Regions from separate parts of the Mus musculus genome. Here regions 2 and 3 are each linked to region 1. The links are chromatin contacts, called in public HiCAR-type and HiChIP or PLAC-seq maps. All regions are on one chromosome and are shown on one strand. Each heading gives the region's core, a stretch centred on a gene start, on an enhancer-like site or on the middle of the called end of the contact. The rest is flanking DNA. Distances are from core to core; before and after follow the strand shown. Region 1 holds the start of Dubr (Dppa2 upstream binding RNA). Region 2 overlaps Bbx (bobby sox HMG box containing). Region 3 has its middle 20 kb from the start of Gm32231.

Evidence for each region. HiCAR-type assays count read pairs that join an accessible place to other places. HiChIP or PLAC-seq counts read pairs in DNA pulled down with a chosen protein or histone mark.
Region 2: a BATF HiChIP or PLAC-seq map of CD8 T cells shows a contact between it and region 1, with 5 read pairs. The contact joins the enhancer-like site here to the promoter of Dubr in region 1. A contact is called at or near these places in 12 of 39 promoter capture datasets (the C10 cell line, the HPC-7 cell line, cranial neural crest and 7 more), 12 of 484 Hi-C or Micro-C datasets (the 3T3-L1 cell line, 3T3-L1-derived adipocytes, the AML12 cell line and 8 more) and 17 of 115 datasets of contacts at active chromatin or transcription factors (the 230-238 cell line, CD8 T cells, acute myeloid leukemia and 12 more).
Region 3: a contact with region 1 is called in a HiCAR-type map of embryonic stem cells, with 3 times the contacts expected there. The contact joins the enhancer-like site here to the promoter of Dubr in region 1. A contact is called at or near these places in 11 of 39 promoter capture datasets (the C10 cell line, cranial neural crest, embryonic stem cells and 5 more), 4 of 484 Hi-C or Micro-C datasets (CD4 T cells, bone marrow-derived macrophages, embryonic stem cells and 1 more), 9 of 115 datasets of contacts at active chromatin or transcription factors (the 230-238 cell line, acute myeloid leukemia, bone marrow-derived macrophages and 3 more) and 1 of 9 other capture datasets (embryonic stem cells).

The regions. Positions count from the first base shown.
Region 1 is chr16:50,731,347-50,734,086 of GRCm38.p6, reverse strand. It overlaps Dubr (Dppa2 upstream binding RNA), which reads left to right and starts at 1,314. Exons shown (of 2, transcript NR_028300.1): 1 at 1,314-1,669.
Region 2 is chr16:50,227,727-50,230,466 of GRCm38.p6, reverse strand. The region is part of intron 10 of Bbx (bobby sox HMG box containing); the gene reads left to right. Among named protein-coding and RNA genes, the nearest start is that of Gm4827, 160 kb to the right of the region's middle. Within about 2 kb of position 1,391, at least 8 of the 459 cell types and tissues checked have an H3K27ac peak or open chromatin away from gene starts, as enhancers often do. A contact at or near this core is called in CD8 T cells and regulatory T cells, where this site is marked.
Region 3 is chr16:50,458,045-50,460,784 of GRCm38.p6, reverse strand. No RefSeq gene overlaps it. Among named protein-coding and RNA genes, the nearest start is that of Gm32231, 20 kb to the left of the region's middle. Within about 2 kb of position 1,429, at least 29 of the 459 cell types and tissues checked have an H3K27ac peak or open chromatin away from gene starts, as enhancers often do. A contact at or near this core is called in embryonic stem cells, extraembryonic endoderm stem cells, stem cell-derived epiblast-like cells and 1 more, where this site is marked.

The DNA.
Region 1 (2,740 bases), core at 65-2,564:
GCAACAAGCACTCATGAGGAAGAAGAGATAGGATGAGGCTCTTTTACAGTGCAGATGCAAAAGGGACTACGCTATAAGCAAGACATGTAAGCATCCTATATGGAAAACACTAGAAAGTCTTGTTGAATGTCACAGAACTGGATTTTCAATAAAAGGAAAGATAAATTCCGTTCTCCAATGGGAAAGCACATCAAATTATTCTCCGTTTCTCCAAAAGTATTTTAATGAAGCTATATTCTATTGTTTATATGGGAAAAAATAATGTAAAAGCAAGCCGCAATGAGGCAGGCCTAAGCCCTTTCAGACATTGCAATACGCTGCACAGACTACAATTAAAAAGGATAAATTTCGAATATGACAATATCTAATCAATGTGGAAAAGAAAAATTATATAGATCAGGACTCATGTACAGTGTAGAAATTGACATAGGTGGTATCTCACATCCCTAGAAGTAAAGAGGAAAAGGAATTTTATAAAGTTATCTTGTTAGAATAGGTAGACAGTCATTTGAAAACCGAAAAATCATCTAGGTAAAATTTCCACCAGTCTTACCAATATGCAGAAACAGTCAAATAGAGAGAGTGAAGGATACTCTGGGAGGAGACCCATCCTAGTCAATGTCAAGAAAACAGCAAAGAGGGGGTGGAGAACTGAACTAAATGGAATGAAGACCGATAATTGACATCTAAATGTGTTATGTAATCAACTTAATCCTAGATTTAAATTCTACCAACAAACGATAAAGTAAAAATTGAATATTTTTTGGAACAACTGAGGAAATTAAATCATATTAACTCTATCAGATAGAGGTTACTAAACTTGTTACATTTCTTGACCCCTGCTGTATTTTAAGCCTGTAGTCAAATATGGGCACATACGTAGCAGAATTCGAGTATATTCTTGTTGCTCAGAATCAGGGAGATAAGAGGGGTGGAGATTGAAGCTGCCACCCAGAGACTAGAAATCGGGGATGCTGCAAAATACTAAGTCACTTCACCTTATGGACACATTGTATGATCACCTAGCCCGAATCTCTACCACCACGGGTGCTTGAGAAACCCCGATGGAGAAAAATCGCTTATTCTGAGAAACTAGGTTGAAGCACAGGATCTCGCCGCTTACACAGGTCTAGTATGGATGTTATCTCTGGGGGAAGGTAGACACTGTTCACAACTAATTCAGAATCCAGTGTGTGTTCTTCCGCCCACAGCACCAGCGGCGACTGGTTCCTAGCCGCAGCTCAGCCAGCAGCCAAAGCTAAGCGGTGGGCGTGACCTGCTCTGTGGGAGGAGCCTTAAGGTAGGCGGGACGTGGACCGGCACCGCGCGTGCGTAGAGCTGTCAGCCGCACCCAGGCCGCGCTTCTAGCAAAGTTGCAAAGCAACGGGCAGACCTGTCAGAACGGTGAAGATCCCGGCGATGGAAAAAAGGCGAAACTGCTCCGCGTAGGCTGCTCGGAGTGGCATCGCACCTTGTTCGAGTCCGAAGAAGTTCCCGCTTCTCTAAGCCGGCTGAAGGGATGCGAGTCTCCTCTTGTCCCAACGGGACTGTGTCCTGACACAGAGTGGACTCCGCCCCAAGAGTGCGAGCGTCCTGAGCGTTCAGGGCATCCTGAGCCGCGGAAGGCATCCGGCCACACCCCGCTCTTTACCCGCCAACGCCAGCCCAGGTAAAAAGAAAAAAACTTTACGTGCTTTAAGATTCCTCTGGAGAGTCGCCAATTAGAGAGTTACCAGTTCTGTGACCACCCCACCCCCGCCCCCCAGGAAGAGCGAAATCTGTCACGTACTCATCTTTCACAACCTTGCATAGGAGGAGGAAACACCCACTCACGGCCGCCGGCCTTAAACGCTTGCAGATTTGCGATGGCAGGCAAATCCTTCACTTTCTGGGAGCTGGCGCCGCGTCTCTGGTGCTTGCAGAAAGGATCCAGTTTCTGTAAGGATGCCCAGGCTTCGATTGCACCTGGTTCTGAACACCAGCCCAGGAATCCCACGTACCTGTTTGCGCCTCCTCCCCTGGCCGGTTACCAGTCAAGACCGCCAGGAACCTCTTAGAACAGTAGCCAAACCGGCTAGTCTTTTATTCTGAATCGGTCACTTTCCGTGGCTAGTAAAGTCCAACACTTTGGATAAATTGGCTTAGTGTAAAAAGGTAAACTATTGTGTTTTGATAATGTCTCTTTTGCTGTGATATGTCCAGTGTGATCATTTAAAACATACTGAAAAGTGTATAGAAGAATGTTGAAATTCTACATAATCCCAACAAACTTAAAACAACTTGAAAAGCTTTATGTATGCTTTTAACCCTCTTTTTTTTTCAGTGCTCACTTGGTAAGACCACTTACTGAACAACTAGGTTGTTGAAGCTGTTTAACATTTGTTGAAAAACAGCACAGAAAATAGTATGCCGATTACAAATGCAGTTCAGTACTTAAACAAACATACTCTGGCAACAGTCTAGATGATATAATCTAGTACAAGCCTCCTTCATCGCAGTCCGTAACAAAGAAAGCACACTCATGCTAAATATAGACACTGCCTTAGCATTAAGTATTCTAATTGTTCTTTCTGTCATAATAGTTATCCATCCAATAGTCTGCAGTGCCCTGCTCCTTTCATTCCACACTGTATTTGAGTTTATGCATGCTGTTTCACGCAATTGGGTCGTTTAAAAATATTCTTTTACTCTTATGTTGTGTGGTCTCCAGTGTTTTGGATATACACAAAATATTGTATTA
Region 2 (2,740 bases), core at 142-2,641, 500 kb after region 1:
CAAAGAGTTATTACATCTATAACTGACCCCGGGTTCTGTTTTTGTCAAATGGAAATACCTAGGATGGTGAGAGAATAAATATTAAAAAAACAGCAGGTAATGTAGTTGAGTCTTATATAACGGCCAGGAAACTTAAGTACTTAAAAGGGAAATTTTGTAGCTAAGGTTACAGTAGAGTCGTATATATCTTTTACACGTAAGGAAAACTGTCTTTCAAAACATTCAGAAACTAAACCAGCAAATCAGCCTAGGATGAGATGAGACACAAATACTGGTGACAGTCAGCCCCGCTGTCCTCCCTCTGCACCGTTTTGTTACGTTCTGGTTTGTTTCTGCCTCTGCAGATCACACTTCTGCTCCTCTCTTCCTCCCTCGGTGTACAAACATGCACATATGTGTAAAAAAAATAGAGTAAAGTTCAATTTTTTATGACAGACAACCTATGAATATATTTGTAGCAAGTAATGAAGTAATGAAGGAAAAAATAGAAAAGAATTATATCCACATTTAAGAAGTACTCTAAAATATAGTGTGAAAATCATCATGAGCAATGAATGCAAAAAATGGCAGGGAAAAAAAACCTAGGCTGTTTTTTAAATTTTTTTGTAACTAATGAAAAATAAAATGAAATTGGCTAGTTTAAATTAGAGGAGGCAAAGCTATCCGAAATATCCAGGAAAAAATCAAACTACATAATTATTGTTTTGCACTATTGTGAAATGGGAGGAAGAAAGATGATGTTCAAACTGGAATATGCATGTGAAGAAAGGCTAGTGAGTAACTCAGAACCAGAGCAACGTGATGGTGGGATATTAATTTGGCTTTCCTGTACAGAAAAATCCCACTGTAGGCTATGGCAAGACCTTGCAAATGAGATTTGTCTCAGTTTTGGTAACCTTTGACAAGTTGTGGAAATAGCTCATAACAAATAGGGAAAAATCACTCTGACTTTCAGAGACTATGCATAATTTCTTAATGTAGTCTATTATTTCATCGAAACATTTAAAAGTGTTCTAACACTGGAACGTGTAGGAAAGAGGTGGAAATTGGAAATTAATAATCTCCCCGACAACTCCTGTGGTCCCAGGTGCTTGTCCCAGAGTGGTCCTGCTCCATTCTCTGACATGCCACTCACTGCAGAGCTCAGCTTCCACCTGTGTTGAGCTACTGAGAGACACTGATGGGAGCCTGGGGAAGAAGAGAAGAAACACTCAGCACAGGGAGCTAGGGAAGAGCTATCTGTCAGCTAAGCCACATCCATCCCTCCAGGAACCAGCTGCCCCCTGTGAGGCCCTTCATGTTTCAGTCTTACACTAGCAACCTGGCCATTGGGTTTCAGGATCATCCTTTATCCTCTCTGCTTTTAAGTTAGCTTCCTGTTGCTGCTCACCTCTGAGTTTCCTTGCCATTTCCTGTTTAGTTGCTATAATTTCCATGAGCTGTTTTTAACAAGCTCCCTGTGTGGGAGTCACTCTGCTAGATAGTCCAAGAATTGTTTCTGCACAGCCAGTTAAACTAACTAGGGCATTGGCCAGCTTCATTTTCTATTTGCTATGGCTATTGAGGTTTACGCCTCTTCTTAAAGCTGAAAGAAAGTTGTTGATATTGTTGGTATGCAGCACACAGTGTCCAGGGTTCAACAAGACTTTTGACAGCCTTCTAAACAGAACAGGAGATGGGATTATGACACATCCTTAGATGGCTGAGGTTTATTAATGTTCAGAATAAAACAGAGTCTAGAAGTTCATCAGAAGGCAGTGTAGTTATCACTGTCCCAAAGGCTTAGGCAAAGCCATGAAAAACACTATTATCAAATGTGTGGCTGACACAAAGCTGGAAGACGATTCAAACTTTGATAAGTTAAGTTTTATAAAGAGAAATGGGAAGTCACTCATCTAGGGACTAGGTACATGACATAAATTATAAAAATGTCGAATTGAAGAGACCAAACTCCCTAGCATATTATGTGGATAAAACAAATCTGGGCATTTAAGTGACCACAGGAAACAAAGTATGATACATTTAAGAAAACTGAAAGATTTCATCTCTGGGGACCATTAAAAACTACCTAGTATTCCTAATGAGAGTTGTGGATCTTACATGGTATAGTACAAAAAGACTAAAAGGTATCATTTAAGAAGAATATTACTACACTGAAATATCTGCACTCCCCAATCATTATGGAACTCATAATTTTTTAGTCCATAGTACCCTAAGGAAGGTTGCACTTTTGCCTACTTCTCAGCCTGTTTTAGCTCCAATGAGTTAAATACACTTACTGTGTAACTTTACTTAGGTTCTGGTATTTGGTTATGAACTCCTTTTTTTTAAAGATTTATTTATTATATTTATATGAGTACACTGTAACTGTTTTTAAGCATACCAGAAGAGGGCATCAGATGTTATTACAGATGGTTGTGAGCCACCATGTGGTTGCTGAGAATTGAACTCAGAACCTTTGGAAGAACAGTCAGTGCTCTTAACCTCTGAGCCATCTCTCCAGCCCCATGAACTCATTTTTTATTCAATAAAGTCTATTCTTACTTTAGGAACTATGACAAATAGGGTGATCTTTTTTTGCTCAGTGCTGAAGTTCTCAAGCAAACCTGCCCACTCACACAGTAATATGCTGCCTGTCTTTGTGCAAACGTTAATTAACTCTTAAGAAGACTATGTATCATGAACCTTTATATTGGAAAGAAGGTTCTATCAGGCTATCCCAGTGACTCCCAACTCTGGG
Region 3 (2,740 bases), core at 180-2,679, 270 kb after region 1:
GGATTAGAAAGAAAGTGAACAATTTAGTTGTTGGAAATATTTTTTATTTTGTCCCTTATTTTAGTAACTTATGCATGTTTTTATATTTACTAGCCTGTACTCTTTTTGATGTTAGGTCTCTATATGTACTTTTTTTAAAAATTCAAAGCAATTGAAAATACCATCATTTGTAGGATGGGTCTTATAGTGGGAAAAATTGAATCAATGTGTTTAGAAGTTAATAATACATATGAGATTATCATATTTTACTTTTGCTTTTTAAAAAAATTTATTAGATATTTTCTTCATTTACATTTCAAATGCTATCCCAAAAGTCCCCTATACCCTCCTCCTGCCCTGCTCCCCTACCAACTCACTCCCATTTTTTGGCCCTGACATTCCTCTGTACTGAGGCATAAAAAGTTTGCAAGACCAAGGGGCCTCTCTTCCCAATGATGGCCGACTAGGGCACCTTCTGCTACATATGCAGCTAGAGTCACGAGCTCTGAGGTACTGGTTAGTTCATTGTGGCTATGAAAACTTTTTTGTGTTTTTTAATTAAAAAAAAATAAAAAGTTTTAAGTTTGTGAGTTTGTGAGATTTTATATATTTATAGAGTGAAAACATTTTTTAAATCTTTCTGTTTTGAGATAGCATTTTAAGCTGTAGCCCAGGCTAGCTTGTAACTCATTATATCGTTCAATCTGCTCTAAACTTGGGAGAATCTTCCTGACGCCTTTTCCCAGGTGCTAGAATCACCGCACAAGCTCAGTCAAGTAGCTTAACATTGTATTGGTATGTAACTTTTCTTAGTGTTCCTTGCATTGATTTTTTAATTATTATTTCTTGTTTTTGTTTTGTTTTGTTTTGTTTTGTTTTGTTTTGGTTTGGTTTGGTTTGGTTTGGTTTGGTTTGGTTTGGTTTGGTTTGGTTTGGTTTGGTTTTTCAAGACAGAGTTTCTCTGTATTATCTCTGGCTGTCCTGGAACTCACTCTGTAGACCAGGCTGGCCTCGAAGTCAGAAATCTGCCTGCCTCTGCCTCCCGAGTGCTGGGATTAAAGGCGTGCAGCACACACCACAGCCAGGTTTATTATTTCTTTTATTTTTGAGATTATACAATGATACCATTTCCTCCTTGCCTTTCGGCCTTCCAAACTCTCCCAGATACAACAACAACAACAACAACAACAAACCCAGCTTCTTCCTTGGTCTAACTGACACAAACTTGTCCTACTTCAACCTGAAAGGAATCAGAAGATCAAAACTGGTTTCAGGAAGGCCGGAACCATCAGAGATAGGGAGGAGAAAAGTCCAGGGGCTGGAGAGGACTGTACAGGTAACTGGGATAAAGGCACTGCCCTTTTCCTGCTGGGATCCTCCCAGGTCCCTGCAGTCTGGCAGGAACAACCCGCAGCTCCCAGAGGGGAGGGAGGGCAGGTCTGGGCTAGTAGTTGTTTCAGGCAGGGGGCTGGAGGCTGATCACAAAAGCTTGCATTCCTGAGAGATAAGAGTAGAGTGAGTCTTGACCTCCTGCTAGCATACTTGTAATTCATGCTGACTCCAGTCAACTTCTGGTGACATCTTTGGATCAAGCATAGATCATTTCACTCTTAGGAGCCACACTCTTAGGGACCCAGACGACCACCAGGCCTCCTCTTGCTCTCCTTGGTTTTTTGGATTGGTTGTATTATGGAGGGCGTGGCTTCAGTCCTTGTCTGGAAGCATCTTGACAACTGCCAGTGAGGGTCTATGTGCCTTCCTCCTTCTTATGTCACCCAAGCAGATAGTACATCCTGCACTTCCTCCTTCCCCCTGGGATTGATGACTTGTGCGTCTTCATGTTACTGAACATCTTGAACGCACCATGAGAGACAGACATACTGGAGGCCATGTTTTTGGAAGCAAAAGGGGAGGAAACTGAAGAATGGAGCCACTGCCACGATCCGACTTGATTTGCTGCTTTCAAAGCCAACTTTATGATAAGCAACTTCTGGATTTATTACTCCACAAGGTTACCCCCACCCCCACCCCACGGGTCTGAGTGGTTTTGAGTGGGTTCCATTTCACATGCTGGTTTTAGCTCATAGTCCAGAAAAGATGATTCTCATTGCTACAATATATCGAATGAGTTCAGTGGTAATAGCTTTTTTTACTAGAATCATAAAATCAAATTAATACAAGATATCTGTCTGTCTGTCTGTCTGTCTGTCTGTCTAGATATAGATATAGATATAGATATAGATATAGATATAGATATAGATATAGATATAGATATAGATATAGATATATGTTTTTCCAGACAGGGTTTCTTTGTATAGCCCTGGCTGTCCTGGAACTCACTTTGTAGACCAGGCTGGCCTCGAACTCAGAAATCCGCCTCCTGATTGCTGGGATTAAAGGCGTGTGCCACCACGCCCGGCCTACAAGCTATATTTTTACATGTAAGGATATTAAAATTAATCACTATTAGCTTTATCAAGATTTCTAGCAATTAAAGTCACTTGAGCTGAGGTAGTATTTTTATGAAGCTAGAAGGAGGGATTTTAAAGTAAGAGGCTGGCATATTCATGGTTTAGGACTAGAGGTACTCATAGTCTGAGCAAGGTTAACTTGACGAGGAATTAATAAAAAGATGTCAAATGTCAGTTTGCTAGGCTGATGCTGATGAACACCAAGAGCTTTTTGAAGAATTTGGATGTCAGGTGAGCAGAACTCCCGAGGGCAAATGCAGTATCTCCATATACCATCTTGACGTAGTAAA